3 separate regions of the Drosophila melanogaster genome follow, and all the other regions are linked to region 2. The links are chromatin contacts, called in public HiChIP or PLAC-seq maps. All regions are on one chromosome and are shown on one strand. Each heading gives the region's core, a stretch centred on a gene start, on an enhancer-like site or on the middle of the called end of the contact. The rest is flanking DNA. Distances are from core to core; before and after follow the strand shown.

Region 1 (2,946 bases), core at 217-2,716, 630 kb after region 2:
AAATGTTAGAACAAAAGTTTAAAAAACTTCCAAAATATATTTTTAGCTTAATATTGTTAAGCTACAAAAGTATAAGAATTAATATAAAAATGTAAATAAATAAATGACAATTATAAAATATTTTTGAGTCAATAAACGCGCAAACTTGAAAGCCTACATAATTTATACTCGGTGCGCATACTAAAAACTATGTTATTAACTATAATATAAAATGAACATGGAGTCAATTAATCCATGAACTGCAATAACATATTTTCACTTTATTTCTATTATACTTATTTTAAAAAAAAAAGGTGAAATACTTTGATTGTTAAAATAAAATAAAAATAACTAAGGCGAATAGAAATTTTGTGTAAACCTTATCACACACGGCTTTATTGCAAGCAATTCTTCTTTTCTAAAATAACTTTAGCTGAAAATATAGCTTGGCATTTTTTATTCTTCAAAAAATATCTAAGTGGCATGGTAATTCGGCTACCGTAGAAGCCTTGTGCGTACACAATGCGTGGTTTTCTTGGCCTTTGTAAGATACACATCAAAAATCAAAAACCTGTAACATTGTTTCAAGACATAATGCCCAACCAACTAGATTAAAAATATATAAATGTTTATATAGGAAAGCACAAACCAAATTTTTATGTATTTAGACATAAACATCTACATATATCTTAATAAATTGATAAGTTAAGCAAATTATATAAATAATTTTTAGCTTTATTGCTCTATTATACAACGATCAGGGGAGGCAGCCCAGGGTAAAAACAACATTTATTTATTTATTTATAATTTATTTTTTACCCTGCTTGCTGTATTAAGAGCGCTGTAGTTAAGTACGTTACCTATTACAACCCAACACTCTGCCTTTTGTGGACATTACAGTTGGGGAATTCGAAGTCGTGTGAGCAGCTAAAACAGAAGGGAATGAAACCAGGAATTATACGTATGTCATCTCTTACTCTGGGTTCAAAAAATAGATTCAAACAATATAGCAGCAGCGAACTCCTGCTGAATTTTGAAGCTAAACGAAGCAGCCTAAAACAAATCATCTACTTGAGTGGAACACCGCTAAATGGTTTTTCCGGTTCAAAGCTAAAGTGACTTACGGATGGTTAATGTGATGTAGTGTAGTGTGGTTTTAGGGTTTAACTTAAATGTTAATGGGCATTGTCGCTCATGGTCGTGTAGGTTTTGATAACTTAACAATTTCTGTTCAGAGCTCGTTGTTAGTCATTTGTTGTCTGTTAAAAGCAAGTAGCTGATTATATTCCCCTCCAGACTTTGAAAAAAGTTTTTTATAAGAAATAAAGTGTAGCTCTGAATACCCTTTCAAAAACTGCTGCAATATGCTTTGTTTTATTGTTAAAAAGTTTATGTTCTATTAATTTCTAATTACAAGGCATCGTTATGGTCGGATATACCCTTACACGCGCCAGGTAGATTTTTCGGTTTCGTTTTTTCCTTCCATTCCCTTTGAATTCGATTTCTCCAGGCCTATTTTTAGGCTGAATGATTACATTTTTATAGTGTACACGCGAAATCATGTTTCGACACAAAAATTAATATTAGAACTTCTACATGTCGGCTGTTCGATCGTAGATAAACGTATTGTTATCTTTGTCCGAAAAGTGAAAAATATAAGTGTAAAAACCCATTCGCACCGCAAGTAAGTATTACTATATTTGTGATGTTGGTTGTGGGAATGTGTTCATATATTCATATTCAATATGCAATTTTTATACCCTATTTAAAGCTTTGCTTTATTTTGTGTGTGTGCATTTTATGTTATCCTAATTTAATAGTCAAACATATGTTTGTACGCAGTGAAGTAGAAAAAAATTTCTATAGTTGCCGGGGGTCTTAAAAAGATCAAACTTCATCAGAAGTTTAACAAGCCAATCATGCGCAACATCAATCAAGTATGTGACCTACCTTTGTTTTGAACATTTCTTTTTATAAAATTAAATTTCAACAGCAATGTGTTTTTTTTTTTTGCTGAGTATTTAGACTAAGTAAATTTGATTTACAATAAATTTACAAATCCTAAACCCACTATAAGATTTTGTAGAAAATTTATATGTAATTTTGGATTGGCATTTGAAATCAAGATCAGGTCTAGCAAGTAGACATTTTCTCATTATCGATAAAGAAATGATCGATTGTCAAAAATTTTGAGTTCGAAAATATTCAGATCGATATCGTTGAAAATGGTTTTTCTCTGCGTCTTGGAATTAGTACTGAAGAGCCACTACTTTCGCATCAAACATCTGCAGCAACAAGTTGATCGGGTCAACTAAATCTGAGTGTCAAAACTTTGATCAATTCAACAAGGAAGAAAGTTTTCAACGAGCTAATGCTTTTTACCCTGCAGCAAATATATATGACAAAACAAGCGTCAAATTTTTTCCAAATTATAAACAAAACAGAACAAAATGCTATAGTCGATATATAATTTATAATTTTTCTTGGATATCAATTGATATTGGAGAATAAAATTCGAAAAAAATTTTAAAATTTTCCAAAGTGTGGGCGTGACCGGTTTGGCGGCGTTAGAGTGGTCGTGGCAAAAAATTGTTTTTCCAAATTGATAGAAATTTACAAGTCTAATAAAAACGCGAAAAATATCAACACGTTTCTCAAATGTGTGGGCGTGACAGATTTGTGCGGTTTGTGGGCTTTAAAATGGGCGTATCAACAAGGGTAAACTAACTTGCGCTGCGCCTCTAGAATCTGTATGCTGAATCTCCACCTTCTAGCTTTTATAGTTCATGAGATATCGACGTTCTTACGGACAGACGGACATGGCTAGATCAATTCGGCTATTGATCCTGATCAAGAATATATACACTATATATAGACGGAAACGCTTCCTTCTGCCTGTTGCATACTTTTCAACAAATCTAGTATACCCTTTTACTCTACGAGTAACGGGTATAATTATATGTCGTC
Region 2 (3,212 bases), core at 642-3,141:
TCGCAGTGCTTATAACAACATGTAATACATGATACTGGTATAGATTGGATTTGCTGAATAAATTCAGTCAGTTTTTATATATTTGTAAAGTGAATGTCAGGTCGATTTACGTTACTTAATTTACTTGTTTGTATTAGGTTTTGCAGAAAACTACGACCCAAAAGTTGTATAATACTGAAACAAACATTTAACTTTCGATTTCCTATATTTGCTAAGAATTTATATTCGTTAGTAATACAGTTTTGTCCAAGTTCCATTTGAACCATACATTGTATACCCTCATCTTTTGTTTGAATATTGAATTATCCCTTCGAAAGGCATAGACAAAACAATTCAAACGTGGGGAAGATGTAATCTTAGTGGACATGAAATATTATAAAGTATCTGGAAAACAGATAGAAGGCAAAATTTCGACGATATAGAGTATATAAATTATATTAACAGGATCAATAGCAGAGTCGATGTTGTAATATCCGTCCGTTCGTATGAACGTCGAGGTCTCGGGAGCTATAAAAGCGGGACTTGTAACAGTGTAAGTTTCTATAAAACGCTGTCACTCTATAGCCTACAACAAATTAAAAAAAAAAAATTCCACCAATAAGCACAATTTAGAAAACTGGGCGATTTTCTGTACGCTTGCATTATATCAAAGGCCCGCTTAGGACCGAGTCTAGTCGAGTTCATATATATGAAAAGGCTTTCTGAATTTTAGAACGTTTTAAAGTATATAATTGTTGTATTGTTACTGTACTTTTTCTATTCCTGTTAGGTCGAACACACAAAAATTCATTAGGTTAACTGCCGTAATTCCACCGCTAGAGTTAGAAATAGCTGCCGTTCTAATTCAATACTTCGTCAGCTTCGTATTATCGTTATATATTAATATTTATATTAATCGTTATATTTTCCACATTTCCGTCCTACCGTGTGACATATTAACAAAATTCATCGAAAATTAAAAAAAAAATTAACAACACTGCTCTTTTTTTGCATTTTTAGATACCAAATAATTTTCAGTTTTAATTTTCTTACATATATGTTAAAGAAGAGTATGAGTCCAAAACATACCTGAGGTACTCCTGCAAATGCATGATGGCAAAATTCTGTGCTGTCCTTAAACTTAGATATCTTAGAACTTGATTTAATGTATTTTTTTTATTTTCTAAAATATGGAAAAAACTATCAATTTGTATCGGTATTTTCACTTCTTCAAGAACACATATGAGTGTGATTGAAATTATTCATATAATCACGTAGTAATATCACAAGTAACATATAAGGATTACTCAAAGCAGCCTAATCATAACTGTAAGAGCGAATACTTTGTGCGTGATATAATCGTTTGTTGTTTTTAATTTTATTGCAAAACTACTTTAATTGGACGTAAACTGTAATTCTATTCTGTTGTAATCCTGTAAGTAGGTTAATTATTGCTTGAGAGCAATTTACTGTATTAATAATAATCTATACAATTATTTAGATTAGCTCACATCACTTATCGTCTGTATTTATGATTACGTTTATTTACGTTATATAGGCAAATGTGTCTATTTTTATATACTGATTTAATTATAGAGAAGTTCCGTAAAAACGTCGAAAAAATAACAACGCGGAATTCGCGTGATCCACTTGTATCCACATGTTCACATGACCACATTTGTAAATTTATTATTTTTAAGACGATCACATTATAATAAATTTATCAAAACGAACAGCAAAAAGTTGATTTACATTTGGTACTTTAAAATTTGTCTTTATAAAATATTTCTTATTGTCGGCAAACCTATTGTTTTGCACCAATAAAATATTTTACTAAAAGTTGTAATTAAGAAATATATTGTTCTATCAAATGCTTCCCGCTGAATCTTTAGGCATTCTGTGCATCGAACTGATTTTTTAGGTATATACTACGGTATTCAGATATGTGTGTATAGGTGAATAACATAAACAGCTATCTTTAGTCTCCCCAAACTTGCAGCCATTTGAGATGATATCTTCAAGAAGGAATTATTTCAACATATATATAGCGTGTGTTCTTATATAATATATGACATTTTTTAGGAAAGTCGGGAGTAAAAGCTTCACTTCAATTTTGAACATTGCTACGATTATATTTCCGCCTCTATATTTAATTTGTTTGGTCTGGTTCCGTGTTTGAACCTGGGTTAGGACATAAACCACGTTCCAGTTTAATCCAGGGCTAATAAAAAATATATATCTACAGGGGCAATCTCAGAAGATTCTATCCATGGTTTCTCTTGAAAGGTTTTAAAGCATTTTAGACCTATTTTTACACGTAGACTTCAACATCTGTTCTCCGTCAGTCATAGAGTTGCCAGACAATTATTTAATTAATTTAAAGGATTTCCAAAAGTATTGTTCGTAAATAAGTTCGTAAATTTTGGGAAAACCAGAGCACTTAAAAACGAAATCAAAATATTTTGATCAAATCAAATTCGAAAAAAATATACGATTACTGCAGCGTGTAGAAATCGATAGTATATTTTTACTATTTCCTCATATTCCAACACGAAATCTATGGACGGCTCCGTTAATCGATCCATTCGATATTAAATTGTGGTTCTGCAACTGGGAAAAAATTAAGGAATTTACTTGAACTACTCAAAATTCCAAAAGGTGGCGCTGCATGTACATCAAGAATTTTACAGGTCAGCTTATTACTTTTTACATAGTTACTCTGTATGTCTGAATTTTGTTTATGTACGACGAGCCCCTAAAAGGAATTTGATGCAATACGTTTCTCTAAACAAAAACAAAGATTAAGCAAATGAGACAGTTAATTATTACCTGTAATTCAAGATTATAACTGTATTTGTATGTATGTATCATTGGCAGCACCGTATGCTATATGTTAGCAGCGCTAGGATCAAAAATTTATGTATATTATATGAAAAAAAAGGGTTTGTTACCTCGTCTACCATTCTAAGGAGTGAAAGCCCCCTTTAAACTAGTATAATCTATGTCAAAAAGAATACAATAGTAAAATTGCAATCAATTTTGTTGATTACTAGACAATAACTGTGACTCTGGTCCCTAAAGAAATCCTAAATCAAAGATTTCAAGAAGAAGGTCTTCTATGTTGGAAAAAACATATGTATGTCTCCTAATCTATGATTCAGGGACTGTTTTCGTGACCGGATTCCGCAACTGTGCAACGTATTCTTTAATTTTTTATAATTACCTAATTCTAT
Region 3 (3,256 bases), core at 272-2,771, 700 kb after region 2:
CGGAAAGTTCTCTGTTCCAAGCAGATTTATTAGGCATTTATATATAATTTAAATCATTGTAGATCCTACTAGACCCCTACAGAGCATAATGTTCTGACTATAAAAGACTTTATTCTAGTCCTGCAGCTATTAAGCCGACCAATTCAGATTTTTTAAATATATCTTACTATTATTTATATGGATCTTTGAATTTTATTGTTTCTTATATGTCATCTATCCTCTCGCAAATCGAGCCATACGATATTCGGCAGCGCCCTTCGTTTGGTTGCGCGGGAGGTGTAGAGTTGGAACTAGAGCGTAAAAAAAATTTTCATGTAAAGAGAAACGCTAAAAAATAAAAAAATACAACGTTTTTTCTCGGGATTGTACACATATGTGTGTATTACGTACTCACTTCTTAACGTTTTGCACACAAGTCAGATTTGCGGGTGCAATATAGAACCATACGTTTAAATATTAATAATTTTAAGGACATTCTATAAATATAATGTGCTTTTGACAACTTATAGATATTTGATGTTCCCATTTATCAATATCACGAGGGCTCAACGTTGGATTAGGTCTATAACAAGAAAAAATTCCTAGAGCATATTATCCAAACGGCGAATTCAAATTTATTTTTTTATTTTTATTTTATTTATTTTAATATTTTCTTTATTTTTACATAAACCCTACTACCAGATACCCGTTACTCAGCTGGTGGAACTGTGAACGCAAAGTTTTATAATTTTTATAGGATATCGATAGATATTGGTGAATAAAATGAGAAAAAATTTTAAGTGTTCAAAAGTGGGCGTGGCAGTTGTGGGAGGTTTGTGGACGTAAGAGTGGGCGTAGCCAAATTGTTTTTTGTATACCGATGGAAATTGGCCAGACGAAAAAATGCGAAACATTTTTGTTTCCGTCAATGTCTCTAGAATCTGTATGCTTAATCTCAACCTTCTAGCTTTTATTGTTCCTGACACCTCGACTCGGCTATTGATCCTGATCAAGAATATATATACTTTATACTTTTATGCGAAAACGGTTTCTTCTACCTGTTACAACAAATCTAGAATACCCTTTTACTCTACGTAACGAGTAAGGAGTATAATGAGCCATAGTTACGTTGTTTAATTCATCCTATGTTTGTCCCTATAAATAATTTAAGAGTACACAAACATGGTCGTAGAAGCCAGCTACCTTTAATTTTTTAACTTAAACGCCTACAAATTAAAACAAGTGAGATCGTTTAGCGAGCACTCTCAGAAAGAGCCTATTCGTCTTTATTTTTATATATCGCATCCTCCTCGCACTCCTGCTAGCTGAATCTGATAGTCATTCTTTCTTGCTTTGGGTCTGTTTATGCAGATCTGTATTAGAAATAGAATGTCTTGCAGGTATATTTCTTTTTATACGGGTCTCAACTCCAAATGTGCATTTTACATTCTTAAAAGCTTTTAATAATTTTCAAAGAGAGCTTTTACTCATTTAAAATAAACTCATTTTTGAACATTGTATCTACAACATGCACACAATCTGACAACGCAAAGAATTTTGTCGAGTATACACAAAAAACAGTCGGTCTTCAACTTCCGAACGTTAATAGGTAATGATTAAACACCCAGAAAAGTCTACTTTTAGCAACTTTTACTTTAAGCAATTAGTTAATATAATCATTAATAATTTGTTGAACCATCATCGATGACACACTTTGTTGCACCCAAAATAATTTAACAAGGTAAATACCATTTGTGAAATAATTTCTATATATTAAAATGCATATATTTTGTCCATCATTTAAATATACATTTATCAGCCAATACATAACTTTATAATACAATGCCGAAGATTCGTTGAGTGTGTATTCGTAGAAAAGCTTCCTAATTATATAAATATCCTAGGTAGAGATCGGTAATAGGTATCATAAATAAATTTGCTATTTTTCCCAGAGTTCAACGTGTTCTTCAAAATAATGAAAATTTTAACAAAAGGTGTGAGTTCACATTTTCGAACCGGTGTTAAGCAAACGCTTTTTAATAGTATGCATTTTTAAGCCAAATTAAATTTTCGTATATCAACCTGTTTAATAAACTATTTCAGAATTTTAAAATAGCGTTCTGCAGAACAGGCAGAGACAACATTTTTAATTGTGTCTTACACAATCAGTACTGGGCAACCCTTGGACAGTTTCTCATACCTATCCGATGATCACAGTCAAGTAAAATAATTAAAATTTTATTTCAGCGACGTCTGCACTTTAAAATTTACCAGCAAGCCGTTTAAACTAACATGGACAGTCTAAACCCCCAAAGTTCAAAAATATCTTTCGGAAATGGATTACCCTTAAAAAAAAAAAAAACTAAGAAATCAAAAACAAATGAATATGATAACCAAAATATAAATATGGTAAGATTTTGTGGATTTTTCTAGTTTTAAGAAATATGTACATATATGTATGTATGTACATATATATGTATGCAGGAAAAATATTTATTAATATTTATAAGTTTCGTTAATTACAATGTGAGAAATAGCAACACAAAGTAAATAATGTGTTGCATGTGTTAATAATAAAACATGAAAAGTCTAGTGACACTTCTTCAGAGAACAAGTTTGTTTGCTATGTAAAGTATATATATATTCTTGATCAGGATCAATAGCCGATTCCATCTGACCATGTCCGTCCGTATGCACGTCTAGATCTCAGTAACTTTAAAAGTTAGACAGTTGAGGTGAGACATAAAGATTCGAGAGCTGCAGCGCAAGTTTGTTTCCAAATGTTGACACGCCATCTCTAACGGCCACTAACCGGCCAAACCTGCAACTTCTGCAAAATATGTTCTATCGATATGTCAAAAAATGTTGAAAATTCTCTAGCTGGCTTAATGGGTATCCGATTGTCGGGATCAAGAGGGAAGTCGCCTATAACGCTTTTACCAATAGGCCATGAACATTACGGTTAAATCCCTACTGTAAACTTTTTTATTAAATTAAGAATTTAAGGCGTACCTGACCTGACCACAAAAAGTCGTGAGCAATAAAAGTAACTGCCGCTTTGTGGCGATAGTTTACAATCTCTTAAACAGTACCCTATCTTATTTCATATAATCATCTCCCTCGCGCTCTTTTAACCTGAGTATTGAACTTAAATAGCCTCTATGGTATTACTGGGTATATTGTAACGGAAATACATCTCACCCATTCTAACAATGTGTATCATACAAATATCTATTTTTTATGTATACATTCCTACCAACTTATATTGCTTAAATTA

Evidence for each region. HiChIP or PLAC-seq counts read pairs in DNA pulled down with a chosen protein or histone mark.
Region 1: a CP190 HiChIP or PLAC-seq map of the Kc167 cell line shows a contact between it and region 2, with 2.7 times the contacts expected there. The contact joins the enhancer-like site here to the promoter of Asator in region 2. A contact is called at or near these places in 7 of 107 Hi-C or Micro-C datasets (the Clone 8 cell line, the ML-DmBG3-c2 cell line, the OSC cell line and 3 more) and 1 of 6 datasets of contacts at active chromatin or transcription factors (the Kc167 cell line).
Region 3: a contact with region 2 is called in an H3K27ac HiChIP or PLAC-seq map of the Kc167 cell line, with 2.3 times the contacts expected there. The contact joins the promoter of CG33521 here to the promoter of Asator in region 2. A contact is called at or near these places in 7 of 107 Hi-C or Micro-C datasets (the Kc167 cell line, the S2 cell line, embryo and 3 more) and 1 of 6 datasets of contacts at active chromatin or transcription factors (the Kc167 cell line).

The regions. Positions count from the first base shown.
Region 1 is chr4:1,111,990-1,114,935 of dm6, forward strand. sv (shaven) reads left to right here. Exons shown (of 11, transcript NM_166822.4): 11 at 1-1,328. It overlaps Cals (Calsyntenin), which reads right to left. Exons shown (of 12, transcript NM_001297793.1): 12 at 885-2,946. Among named protein-coding and RNA genes, the nearest start is that of Cals, 9.5 kb to the right of the region's middle. Within about 2 kb of position 1,467, at least 34 of the 39 cell types and tissues checked have an H3K27ac peak or open chromatin away from gene starts, as enhancers often do. A contact at or near this core is called in the Kc167 cell line, the OSC cell line, eye imaginal disc and 1 more, where this site is marked.
Region 2 is chr4:484,142-487,353 of dm6, forward strand. Asator (asator,) reads right to left here and starts at 1,892. Exons shown (of 14, transcript NM_001272127.1): 1 at 1,069-1,892. The coding sequence starts at 1,091.
Region 3 is chr4:1,184,247-1,187,502 of dm6, forward strand. It overlaps CG33521, which reads left to right and starts at 1,522. Exons shown (of 11, transcript NM_001014705.3): 1 at 1,522-1,720; 2 at 2,227-2,388. The coding sequence starts at 2,272.